Regions from separate parts of the Danio rerio genome. Here regions 1, 2 and 3 are each linked to region 4. A link is a contact called in public Hi-C and Micro-C data. All regions are on one chromosome and are shown on one strand. The core of a region is the stretch at or near the end of the contact, and the rest is flanking DNA. Distances in the headings are between cores, read along the strand shown.

The links. Hi-C and Micro-C count contacts between places; a contact is called where the count stands out from the background.
Region 1: a contact with region 4 is called in a Hi-C map of an unstated tissue, with 4 times the contacts expected there. The contact joins the promoter of pex1 here to the promoter of rp9 in region 4. A contact is called at or near these places in 1 of 18 Hi-C or Micro-C datasets (an unstated tissue) and 1 of 4 datasets of contacts at active chromatin or transcription factors (embryo).
Region 2: a contact with region 4 is called in a Micro-C map of caudal fin, with 4 times the contacts expected there. The contact joins the enhancer-like site here to the promoter of rp9 in region 4. A contact is called at or near these places in 3 of 18 Hi-C or Micro-C datasets (caudal fin, hematopoietic stem cells and an unstated tissue).
Region 3: a contact with region 4 is called in a Micro-C map of caudal fin, with 4 times the contacts expected there. The contact joins the promoter of galnt12 here to the promoter of rp9 in region 4. A contact is called at or near these places in 3 of 18 Hi-C or Micro-C datasets (caudal fin, hematopoietic stem cells and an unstated tissue).

Annotation. Positions count from the first base shown.
Region 1 is chr19:36,299,807-36,303,165 of GRCz12tu, forward strand. It overlaps pex1 (peroxisomal biogenesis factor 1), which reads left to right and starts at 1,274. Exons shown (of 24, transcript NM_001170835.1): 1 at 1,274-1,381; 2 at 1,506-1,646; 3 at 2,620-2,703. The coding sequence starts at 1,274. It overlaps otud6b (OTU deubiquitinase 6B), which reads right to left and starts at 663. Exons shown (of 7, transcript NM_200225.1): 1 at 426-663. The coding sequence starts at 495.
Region 2 is chr19:36,326,861-36,330,349 of GRCz12tu, forward strand. No RefSeq gene overlaps it. Among named protein-coding and RNA genes, the nearest start is that of pex1, 28 kb to the left of the region's middle. Within about 2 kb of position 2,116, at least 16 of the 62 cell types and tissues checked have an H3K27ac peak or open chromatin away from gene starts, as enhancers often do. A contact at or near this core is called in caudal fin, where this site is marked.
Region 3 is chr19:36,676,071-36,679,233 of GRCz12tu, forward strand. It overlaps galnt12 (UDP-N-acetyl-alpha-D-galactosamine:polypeptide N-acetylgalactosaminyltransferase 12), which reads left to right and starts at 1,763. Exons shown (of 10, transcript XM_683102.7): 1 at 1,763-2,405. The coding sequence starts at 2,050.
Region 4 is chr19:36,539,769-36,543,035 of GRCz12tu, forward strand. rp9 (RP9 pre-mRNA splicing factor) reads right to left here and starts at 1,586. Exons shown (of 6, transcript NM_001007353.1): 1 at 1,340-1,586; 2 at 1,157-1,187. The coding sequence starts at 1,488.

The DNA of each region.
Region 1 (3,359 bases), core at 24-2,523, 240 kb before region 4:
TAAATTTCCAGTAGCACTTGTAAACAATAAAACACACATTCTATTACTACAGTTTCTATTGTCATAAATAATTTGCCTTGCCTAGTAATTTTATAAAACATTTTTTTTAACTAAAACATGATTTTTTGACTGTTAGCATATTTTCTGAATTATGCAATGACAAAGACAAAAATAATTGTAAACTTTTTTACCCGAGTTCATATATGAGCGCATATTTAATTAAATAAGTCTCCATTAGCATATTTAAACATTTTATAAAACTTGTAAAAGAGAATATCATTGCAAATCCTAATGTGATCAATCAACAGGGGAATTATTAGCCTATTCGCCTGCAGTGCTTAACGCTTATTAAATCCTCTGCAGGGAAATCTCTGTCTAATAAATATTTAATTCTACATATAAAAGTGACTTATAAAAACTCTTACCTTGCAGGTCTTTCTTTTCCTTGCGATGCTGTTTGGCTAACTGCTCCTCTGCTGTCTCCACTTCCTCCATGACTAAATGTGATATATATTCTGAACAACAGCGCAAATAAAGCTAAACGCCAAATACACCATTCACTGATATTTTAACTTATCGCTCAACAAGATTTACAATAGCTTTAGCACGTAATAATCAGTTCAGATCATAATAATCAGTCATGATAAACATACGCATGGATTCAATGGGAGCACAGACATCCGGGAATAAGACATTTCAAAATAGAGGTCTAGAAACCGGGGTAGTTTTCTCTTTGATACTTTGACATAAAGCAATATCTAGTCATTTACAAAATACTAATATAAAATAAAATTGTATTTATACAGTGTCTTAAAAACTATCTTGCTTGATTTATTTAAAGCAAATTATAAACAAGTGTAATTATTTTGAAATAATTTTCAAGCGTCAAGAGGGTAGCCATCACCATTTTTTATGAGCATATTTAGCGCGACTTCTTTCATATATTATCTTTTTGTAAGTAGATCGTTGTGGATTGCAGTTATTAAGTAATGGTGTATTTTTTTTTAGTTTGACAGTTTGGTCATACTGAACTAAAAAACGAGCAGTATTTCCACTTTCTGTTCGTTTCCACAGCGAGATCTGGCAACACTGCCAGACTCAGCTAATCGAAAATGTACAGCGCTTACGATTTATCGACACACTTGTACTTATAATGTCTGACGTACAGTTCATGCTGACACCTCTAGCGTACTGGCTTTAACACCGCCTCAAAATAACGTAGAATAAGGGACAGTTTTTTAGCAGGAGCGAGGTTTCTGCAGCCTCGCAGGCAATGTTGGGAAGCCAGGGGATTCAACCTGTCACGTTAGTCTTTAATAACTCCAAGAACTGTTTTCTTCACCTGTCATCAAACTTCGCTACTCATCTCTGTCTGCATGAGGTTTGTGTTCTGCTAGCAGCATTATAATACATACAAAACATATGCTAGCATTGTCCTGTATGATTGAACTCTGTTATAAGCAAGTGCTAGAAGTTTTTCTTGTCTAACACTATTGTGAATTCAGAACCAGATTTTGGAGCTGTCATGGGGTGTTTCTGCACCGGTGTTCCTCAGCTGGATCAGGTCCAGGTCTTCAGGTCCAGAGGACAGGGTTGAGATCAGCCGACAGCTGGGAGAGAAGCTTGGGCTCAGAGATGGAGAACAGGTTGGTCACTGGCTAAAAGAATGGTCCACCAAAAAGATTATTCTGTCAGAAATGTACACATCTGCATGCATTTCTTTTACCAAACTTAAAAAGAAAAGATTTTTAGGAATGCTGCTAACCAAAAAAAAAAATAAAAATTAGAGCAAGAAGTAAAATGGCAAGTTGTAAAAGTTTGGAACAACACGAATGTGAGTTAAAGAGTTCATTCATTCATTTTCTTTTCAGGTTAGTTCCTTTATTAATCTGAGGTCACCAAAGCGGAATGAACCGCCAACTTATCCAGCATATGTTTTACGCAGCGGATAGTTAAAGAGTTATACAGTATAATCATAATATTCATTTTATTATGTGTTACATATGGTGACAATGTGATTTGTGTGGGTGTCAGTGTTCTCAGCCAGGTGTGTAAATTAAAATATAAATTAAAACTATTTATAATCAGACTAAACAGGCATTAAAATGAACACAAGAATTACAAAATTAAGAAATTAAGAATTAAATTTCTTAATTAAGTTTAACATTTGTATATTAAAAAATGACTATACCTGTATGAGGAAGTCTAGTCATACTCTAGACCTTGATAATTCTCATAAATTATTAAACTGTTATTCCAAAATAAATTGTTAGTAACAAATATATTATGTTTAGATTGAAGATTGAAATATGTTATTGTGTTTAGATTAAATACCATTTTCCTTATTTATTAAATCACAAACAACTGGAAAATAAATTTGAATAATTAAAGTCATATAACACCAGAATTTTCACAGATGGATATACTCTTTTGTATAATGCCAAAGATTAACCCTATAAAAGTCATAACTGTAGCCCTTTAAAGATGTGTATCCTTAACTCTAATCCATTAAATTTTAATCATGATATTTACAAATAAAGTCTCTGGACTCAAAACAAACTCAAAAAGTTTGAGAACCACTGATTGGGATACTTTTAATATGGTTTTGTTGTGTTTTAGGGGTATCTTCGGCCCTGTCTTCAGGTGCAGTCAGTGCAGCAGGTGTCTGTTGAGCCTCTGTCACCGGATGACTGGGAGATCCTGGTAAGTTCATATTGAGTTCACCATGATATATATAATATAATGATCTGATATCTAGAAACTATATTCAGTCTCTAGATGTTCTGAAAGTGATGTGTGCATTTTAATGCATATAACTTGGGCCCTGTTTCTACCTGGTATTAGTATGCTTTCAATTAAACTTTTTAAAGAGACGATTTTTAATACTTGCGTCTATTTTTTCCGGTACACTCTACATTACTGGTCCTATTCTAATTTGATCCCTTGTGAATTTGCTCGCTTGCAGATTTACAGTAGCCACTACATTCATGATCAAGAAATCATGGATATTTCAAATCCAATAAACTGACCCTAAACACTACTGGATTTATTTGGCACAATTCTTCAGTGAATTATTATTCTTGCAGAAAAGTCCACTGCCATCTCACATTCACATTTGGGTCATCTCTAGGATAAAACATAGCTTTTCGGTGACCGTCTAGTCTTGTTCTCATTGATTGTACTGTTTTAAAAGGCAACAGTGGGTTAAATTAGTATTAAACATGGGAAAACATATTTCTAAAAGTGCAGTTGACTTGAAATGTTCACCAAATGTCAGTAACAACTAAGGTAATTTATGCATACAGAAGCAAACAAAAATAATTACTTAAAAAAATAAATTATGTGTAATAAAATCCATT
Region 2 (3,489 bases), core at 866-3,365, 210 kb before region 4:
AATGATTTTTGGAGACAAATCATATTTTGAGAAAATGCTTAGATTTTTTTTACACTCTGGGCAAATTAACTACCCTTTTGTTATGTTCAGGATGAAACATAAATCATAAATCTGTAAAAATCAATCTCACTTCTGATCAAAACTACTAAATTGCTTTGTAAATTACAGGATTTTAACTGTTTACATGCCAAATTCATAAATGATGTCACTGATTTGCTGAAAAAAAAACACATACAAAATGACATATATTCTATATAAAATATAATTGTGGACTGGACCTTTTTTTATACAAATACCTTATACAAAACTTTTGGACAACATTGCCTTTGTCTTTTATTGATTTTAATTTTTTCTCCCTAATTTTCTGTTGGTGGCTGGTTTTGCCCCATTGACCAATTATAACCCCATTTTTTTGATTGGAAAACCATGACAGCATTTAATCCTGCATTTTTGATTGTTGGTGGTTTTTGGTGGTTTTCCCTGATGGAAGAGGTACAATTTGTAATTTTTACTGTTGAGCATCAGTTGGCACCATGAACCCTTTAGATAGGCCTCTGCAAAAAAAAAAAAAGAAAAAAAAAAAAGGATTACTTTCTGGATTTTATATGGAGTAAAAAAACACATTAAAGTGTGTGTATGTATGTCTGTGAGTGTGTGAGGGTGACCTTTGAGCACTTACCTGAATGTGTCTGAGAAAATCTAAATTTGCAACTACGCTCTCAGAACTACATGGAGTAAATAAAAACAAAGACTGTATTTATGCACCACCAAATGTTTTTATAATGGAAGTCAATGGAGAAAAAATGGCACCAACAGTAAATTACAGAGGAACAAATGAAAATCTTGCAATGCATCAAAGCCAATGTTGTTAGTAATCATTCACATGTGCAAGACTGTGATAAAAGGAAAAAAGGTCCAGTCCACAATTACCTTTTATATTGAAAATATGTCATTTTGTGTTTTTGTGTTTTGTGTTTTTATCACTAAATCAGTGACATCATTTATGAGTTTTGCAATTAAAGAGTTATAATACTGTCATCTTCTAAGCAATTTAGTAGCTTTGATCAGGACTGAGCTTGATTAACAGATTTATGCAAAAAAAATTGAAAAACAAAATATTAATCTGATGCAGTTTTTTTTTTTTTGCAGTAGTTTAATTAAGTGAATGTTTTCATCCCTAACATAAAAGAGAAGTAAATTTGAACAGTGCACAAGGGTTAAGCAAGCACAATAATCGCATGTCAAAATGAAAAACAATATTATTTTGGCATGTTATTCCCTTAAAACAAGACTATATATTTTGCTTGTCTAGTAAATGAGTCTTGATTTAATAAATATTTGGACTAGAGAAGAGACAGAAGTAAGAAAAGCCTTATTTTTGCAATAAAGCAACAGTATTTTTGTTTCATTCCACGTAACAACCTTATCTATTGCAATACTGTATACCCACTACAGTTTTCCTCCCCTCCACAATCAAATATTGGTTCCATTTAATTCTGAAATTAAATCATTCTTGTGGGATATGGTTCAAATTGGCTATTTCTTTATAGTCTGATGTTGGTTTAAGTAAGGCTTACATTTAAATGTGCTGTTAATTGAATGAATGGTCCCGAGAATTAATAGACATGGGCATAAAAATGTCCACACTTGCTCTAGCGTCCTCATCAAAAGATGCATTCCATAACCTGTAGGTGGCAGTATAATCCTATAATCCAAAAGCCAGTTAGCTTGTTGAGAAAGTCCTACAGTACATGGTTACTTCTCGATCTGTATTCAGAAAGACCAACTGTATGTGTCCTCTTTGTAGAAGAGAAGAATCCTCTATTTCATCAGCCTCAAAGGCCTTCGGCTTATTCTGTGGAAAACTGACATCTCCAGACCCCTAGGACCCGAGCTCTCCTAAATTGATTTTTCAATATTCTTTTAGTCTTCAGTGCCACCTGGAGCTACAGCTGTCTCTGCAGCAGTTATCATTCCAGCACTTTCTCAATGTGGTCCTCAAAAGAGCTGAATTTCCTTCTCACACTCTGTTTAATTCTGTTGTAAGACGCACCACAACCTGTACATCTACAGCTTGATGCAGCACTTTCTGCGAAGGTAAATATAGACGGTCTTTGTTCTGACTCCTGCTGTTAGCATTTTATGGGCTTGCGCTAAAGAGCACGGGAGCCCCATTCAACCATATCTCAGCCAAAACAGAGTCAAAACAAGTGACATCATGGGACTAGAATAGAATAAGTAAGCACCGCCACCATGAGAGAGCTAAAGTCTAAAACGGGAGAAGTAAAATTGCTCTAAGCAAGATGTGTCAGTTACTACATATCAGCATCTTTTATTGCGCTCTAGCTAGCATCAGTGTAGATGTGTTTTAAATGTGATTTTAAAGGGTTAGGTCAGCTATAAATGAAAAAAATGCTGCTAATTTATTCACCCTCGGGTCTTTTAAGGTGATTTCTGTCTTTTGTAGGGCTTCTTAGCAGGAATTGCAATTAATAAACTGCCAAGGCAACACCAACCAGCACAAAAATAATGTAAAATAATGAGTAAAATAATGGCTCTACCTGTGGCTCCGTATGATACATTCAGACCTTATATGAAACAAAACGATATTGTGCAAGAAACTTACTGTACATTGTTACTACCTTGATAAATATTAATGTTTTCTTCACTGCGTAGTGTCAGCCTTTGTGTGACTATGTAGCCTGAGTACTACCCCATAAATGAGATGGTATTTAAATTCGGTAATCCTAATTCAAAATGTGTCTTCTGTAACTTAAGAATCGAATCGATTCTTTTTGTCAAATACTGCTCACACAAATGTGTTTTGGTCTGATTTATCCGTCTAATTTTTTATCAAAATGTAAGTTTAACGCTGATTTTTCCATGTGTAATATAATTTGTTACTTTTCTCATGACAAACATAACAGAATTTATGGGCAATTTATTTATTTTATTGGGTAAATAATATATTTTCAAATGTAAATTTTTCTTCATTATACCTAAGTTGCAGAATTTTCTTTGGGACTTAATTTGTTAATTATTACATTACATTTACACAATGTTAACTGCAAAAAAAGTGTTAAAACTGTGAAACTTTATAAGGACTTAGTTAATATTATTTAATTTGATAGTTTGCCTCTGTACCCTGTTTTTTATATTTTTTTTTATTTTTTATTATCATTATTCATTTTACTTGTTTATTATTGTACTTGATGTCATCCATAGTTATGGTCAATATGATTGTATGGTTGAAACACAATAAAATGTAGCCTGAGTAGTACTATATTAAAAAGTATCACGACTCACGAGACAGATCCTCGTTTTCCAGGCTGTCACAGGTCTTTTTTGGAAAAGCTAAAGAATTTGTGAACAAAAAAAAATTTAGTTTAGTTTTATGAGAGCTTTTTAAATGTAATATTTTTTTTATTTACATTTTTTATTACTATTTTTTATTTATTTATTTTTTAATCCTTCCTCAGACAAAAGACT
Region 3 (3,163 bases), core at 513-3,012, 140 kb after region 4:
TTTTGGAATAAGGGTGTAACAAAAAATGTGTAAAAAGTGAAGCGCTATGAATACTTTTCGGATGCACTGTATATGGCTTTCATTAAAGATGACTTTAGTCTTTCCTATTGATCCAGAAGATATTTTCTTTTACAAATGTGATTTACATTTATATATTTTTTTGATGTTGTGAACTTTATCTTACTAATGAGTAAATATCCTATTCATAGATGTAAATGGAAAAAACGCAGGGCCTCTTTTAGGTGTTTTCTTTCTGAGGTAGGCTCAAAGCTTCAAATACTTCAGAAACCAAAATAAAATAACCGAAGCTCTTTGTATTCATTTTCAAAATATTAATTAAAATGCTTTTTTTCTTCCATTGATGTGTCTTTTGAACTGCTCCTAGTTGCAGTTGTTATCTATTTTTATTTATTAGTTTAAAAGTATTTATTATTAGTTGGTATTATTATTAATATTATTAGTTTTTAAAGGGAACAATTTTAATTTAATTTAACGGTAAACATGCCTTGCAATGTTGATTGTTCCATGTTTTGTGGTGTACAATTTTTGCAACAACAAAAAAAAGAAATGCCAAAAATGGTGTAATTATAACAGTATGATTATAAAAACATAAAACATATATTAAAACATATTTTTTTTGTTTTCCAAAAAATCGAAATAATCAAAAATTACTCTTCTATTTTGTTTTTCAGTAATGGCTAAAATCGTATAATGGGCTCTATAGTTAAGTTTTAAAGCCAACGATAAACTTGCGCTGAAAGCTTACTGTGACTATTTTCAGTTTCACAAGGTTGTTTTTACAGCATCGATGCATCGATGTTGTAATGTAATTTACAATACATTCAGTTAAATAGACTTAAGCATTTATTTCGTTGTTAAAGCGTAAAACGAGATAAAAGAGGGTTGTAACCACTAGTGTCGTCGGTAGCAACAGGCTAGCGCAGAAATTCCATTGAAAATACTGTGGAAAAATAAACTGTCATGTTTTAAAGATGGCGGCGGGGAATGGAATTTAATGCAGTGCTTCTTGTCTGATCTGAGACCCACTTTATATCTTATATCTATCAGGCAGTGAAGATTGCTGATTTTTTTTTTAAGAAATCAGATCTTAAATGTAACAATTTTGAAACGGAAAGACAGTTGACCAGAGGCTTTTGAGCTGCCTGGCTGAAAATGAAAAGTCAGTGTGCATAGCCCATTATAAAACCAAAGTATATAAAACCATAGCACTTTTTTGCTCTCCAAAAATTGCAGAAAAAATATTGTATAATGATAACTGCATTACATTTATTTGAGCATACAACAGTATTTTAATTTGTAAGTTAGCTTCTAGAATAAATTAGAATGATTGGATTTGTATTACATTGGCTGCTCAAAAACAGTCAAAATTTCTGGAAACCTGTTTGTTTACAAAACATTAGTCTGAAAAGTTTTACACATAGCCAACAAGTGTATTTTGAGATCCTTAAAACACTTGCAAAGTTTCATTTTCTTACAAAAGCATGTTGTCTTCAATGCTGTCATCTTATTTTTAACACAATTGATTTAAATTGCCTTAACGGAGTGTTAATTAGCTCTGCATGTGCTAATTTGTTAGGCTACTTCGGCTTCAGATATGAGGCTTGTTCACTTTCACATGTGTTTCCCATGTAGTTTCCGTTCACATGCTGGAAGCAGAAATATTCAGCTCGACTTGCCTCTTTTCTGAACTCCTCCCCTGATTGCAACCTACTATTGTCGCCGACGGAGCAAAACTCAACTCACCGCTAAAAAGTGTCCGAATCGCCGCCAGTGGGTTGAACTCCTCCCCGTCTGCAACCGGCTCGACCAGCCGACTCGTTCATGTCGATCTATTGATTACACCTCAACAAATTTGGCTTCAGCCACAGAATAAACTTTCTCTCTGCCTGGATTGTTTCACTTCAGTCGACTTTAAAATGAAATCTGGCACTTTTAAAACAAGCTCCTCTCACCCGGGCGAACTTTTTCCGAACTCTTCATGAAACTGAACAGAAACGGTTTGAGGAAACCGAACGATACGGACACATTATGGCAATATGTGGCAGACGGAGTCGCTCCAAGTTTATCCTGTACATTGTCGGTGCTTTTGTAGTGGGCTATTTAGTATTTCACAGGAACACGCAGAGTGATGTGGGACTGGCGAAAATAAGAGAAGTGCCAGACGAGCACAAAAATGTGGACGAGCAGTTTCTGAAGAGACCTGTTTACGAGAAGCCTGCTTTAGATGTAAACGCGCTGGGAGAGATGGGCAGAGCTGTTAAACTGGACCTGAGTGGGGAAGAGAAGCGAGAGGAAGAGGAGAGCATCAAAAAACATCAAATAAACACTTATGTGAGCGATAGGATATCTTTACACCGCAGACTGGCTGAAAGATGGAACCCTCTGTAAGTGGTTGTCAAGTTGCTTTGACAGATATTTCAACCTCTGCTGGTCATTGACTGGTTGGTTGTTGGTGTAATGGTATTAGCCTACTGGATCTGGGCTTATTTGTATAGGACCAGGATGTAGAACAGGATACAGGGTAACTTTGTTTGGTTTAATCCATGACGAACCGTTGGGAAGTGTGGAAAATGTATGTTTTGTAAACAGTCCCCGTCCCCAGTGTCTTATGTGCGATTACTGATATAGGGAACGTCTATAAAGTTTTAAAGGTGTAGAAAAGCGTTCAGTCTTGTATGAGTGTGCAGTTTACATTTAGTTTTGTCATAAACCTTATACATAAAGTGTTTTTGATTTGTTATTACTCCCAAAATTGTTACTGAATTTGTAAAATAATGAAACATAACCTAATAATTATACAGTTAATCAATTATTATGATAGTAATATGGAGTTCCTAACTCCAAAACAAAGTTTGTTTCATAGAGGCTGGGTTTTTGTAGTTAACTAAAACTGAAATCCTAATTAGAATTTTATAAATATGTTCCAGTTTATTATAAAAGTATAATTTAATTTGCTTTTTATGTTGTTTTTGCATATTTAGTAAATTAAGCCCTTTATATTTAATGCTCATGATGATTAAAATGCATTGGTGCCACATACTTAATTATTTGTATTTGAATAAAACTATTATTTTGGCTGCATGATACATGAAAAAATGTGACATTGCGATATACATATTTTTTATATTTTATTTTTTATTTT
Region 4 (3,267 bases), core at 336-2,835:
AATTTTTGAGAGGTGCACTTTAATGTCGGCATCAGCCACGCTCAAAGGCTATGTGATTGTGCGAAAGCTGCCGACCAAACTTGCGCTTGATGCAGACGTATAAATCAGCCTTAACTCTAGCACTTCATTCTCTTAGAACTAGAGTTCCTTTGTATAATTAGCACTTCATCTTTATATTGCCTAAAAGTGTCTGCTAAATGACTACATGTAAATGTTACATCTGTGTCTCTAAGAGACACAATAGCATGTCTTTCCTAAATGAATCACTTGTTAAATAAATCTTTTGAGAAAATGATTCAATGATCCATTCATAAAGACTATTCATAATCTCTAAAAGTAACATTCACTTTGAATGAATCGTTTGATTATGAATAAATGATTCAATTAACCACTCATTTAGTTAACACAACACCATTTTTAACACAAAACAAACAATGTCATCAGTTTCGGTTGTTCCTTTACATGAAGTGTCTGAACCCTATACTATCTCTACATAATAATAATTAGATTTTGTGAAAACGACATTGTGCAGAAGTATATTATACATTGCATTAATAGGTATGATCAAAAATCCAACAGAAGACTACACAACACATGCGTGCACAGTATTACAAAATTTAAATATGATATTGATTATTTCCCTACTGAAAAAAACAGCTAAAACCAGCCTAGGCTGGTTGACCATGGACCGTTTCCAGCTATTTCCAGCCTGATCTTACCTGGTCAGGCTGGGAGATGACCAGATAAAAACAGCTTGACCAGCCTAACCAGGCTTGGAGCCCAGCCAAAACCAGCTATGCCAAGCTTATACCAGGCTGGTCAAGCTGGTCATTTTCCAACCTAAACAGCTAAGACCAGGCTGGAAATCCCTCTAAAACCAGCCTAGATTGGTTTACGCAGTTTTTTTCAGCAGGGGTGGCATGCGTAATATTGCGATTTTAGTTATTTTGTTCCTGAATGAATTTTAAATTATCCTGTGTTGCTTAGTTTTCTAAACGAGTCAGGCATCTTAAACAAATCATCTGAATGAATGAATAATGAATCGCTTATAAACTATATGGTGATTTTTTTTGTAAATATCGCACAACCCTAAGTTGTAAGATTTTCAACTTATCATCAACTCAAAGTATGACAACAATGGAAGACATCACCAAACCTTTATAAAACCAGGAGGAGCATTTTCATAGCTGAAAGGGAAAGGGGGAAAATAGTCAGAGGTATACAAGAGAAAACATGTAAAACTTGTCATTACAGAACATTTGAGCAGTTTAGATCGCGAACAGCTTTCTTCATAAGCACCACTGATGCCAAACTAATATAGTACAATTAAGTTACTTACAAAGTCTCCACATGCTTGAGTTTCTGCACCTCATGGATCAGTTTTTTGGTTTGGTGCTTGTATTTATCTTCATCTTGTCTTGTCTCCTTGTGTTTCTTTCGTTCACGTTTGTCCTCGCTGTGCTCTCGTCTTCGTTTGCGGTCCGACATTGTACACTTATTGAGGATTGCTACTTTTGAATGTATAATCACATCTTAGGTTAAAAACTTAGAATGTTTGTTTAGTTGTGGCTGCAAAGGCACATATGAAAGTCTGTTTGACCACTTCCGGTTGACGGAGGACGTTGTTGATGTCAAAATAAAAGTCTGCTAATATCTAAAAACTTAAAAGAAAAGAAATATATTGAGTTTGTATGAATGTTTGGAAGGGCATCCGCTGTGTAAAACAAATGCTGGATAAGTAAAACATTGCGACCCTTCACGAATAAAAGAACAAAGCCGAAGGAAAATGAAATGAGGATATATTGGGATGTGACATAACTTACTAAAATGTTTCAATAAAAAGATTCAGTGTTTAAGAGCTCTTTGGCTTCACTAGAAATTCTCAAGAAGAAACTGTTTGACCGAATATGTCACATTCATAAATGTAAGTTTACTCGTCAAAATGATTTTGTTGACAGAAATAAGGTTGTACATACACAGTAAACAATGCTGCGTCCCACAAAATTCTTTCTTTTAATTGTTTTTACAAATTTAAGCGAATTAAGCATAAAACAAGTCGTCCACCCAAAATACTTGATTCAGCTCATTCTAAATGATTAGTTTGAACAAGTACCAAAAATCCGTTTTTTGAGTGTAGGCAGTATGATACACTTATTTTATATATTTTAACCAGGTTTTGCTGGTTGCTACGGCGTTTTGTCTGTTAAGGTGTTGCTAGGCAGTTGCTTAGGTGTTCTGAGTGGTTGCTCGGTTACTAAGTCATTCATTTCTAGGTTGTTCCAGGTAGTTGTTAAGATATTGCTAGGTGGTTGCTAGGTTGACCACTGAGCGGTTGCAAGGGCATTGCTAGATGTTTGCCGGATGTTTGCTAGGTTGTTCTGGGTGGATGCTAATGCATTGCTAGGATGCTCTATGTGGTTAATAAGGTGTTGCTTGGTAGTTGCTAGGGTGTTCTGAATGGTTGAAGAGGTGTTGCTAGGGTGGTCTGAGTGGTTGCTAAGGCATTGCTAAGCGGCTGCTAAGGTGTTCTAGGTTAGGCTAAGGTGTTGCTAAATGGTTGCAAGGTGTTTGCTAGGGTCTTCTGAGTGATTGCTAAGGTGTTGCTTGGCATTTGGTATAGTGTTCTGATTGGTAGATGCTTGCTAAGATATTGCTAGGTGGTTGCTAGGGTGTTCTAAGTGGTTGCTAAGCAGTTACTAAGGCATTGCTAGGCGGTTGCTAGGGTGTTCTGACTGGTTGGTAGGTGGTTGCTAACATAAACGATCATGTTCTAGCATGAATAAGCATGTTGCTAGCATGTTTCTAGCATGTTTCTAGCATGAATTAGCATGTTTTAGCATGGTTCCAGTATGAATTAGCATGTCTCTAGCATGTTTCCAGATTTTTAGTCTGTATGGATTATTATGTTGTTAGTGTGTTCAGTGTAAAGCAGGGGTGTCCAAACTCGGTCCTGGAGGGCTGGTTTAGCTCCAACCCTAATCAAACACACCTGAACCAGCTAATCAAGCTCTTACTGGAAATACTAGAAACCTCCTAGCAGTTGTGAGGCAAGTTGGAGCAAAACTTAGCAGGACACCGGCTCTCCAGGACTGAGTTTGGACACCCCTGATGTAAAGTCAATGGCAGGTTTTTATAATGGAAGTCTATGGGACACTTGTTAGGGTGCCATAAGTAGTTGCTAGGGTGTGGCTAGTAAGTTAAAAGGTTATCCGAGTTACATGAGCCCAACTTTAGGTCTGTATGACAGTCTGCTTCAAAGTTATCAGG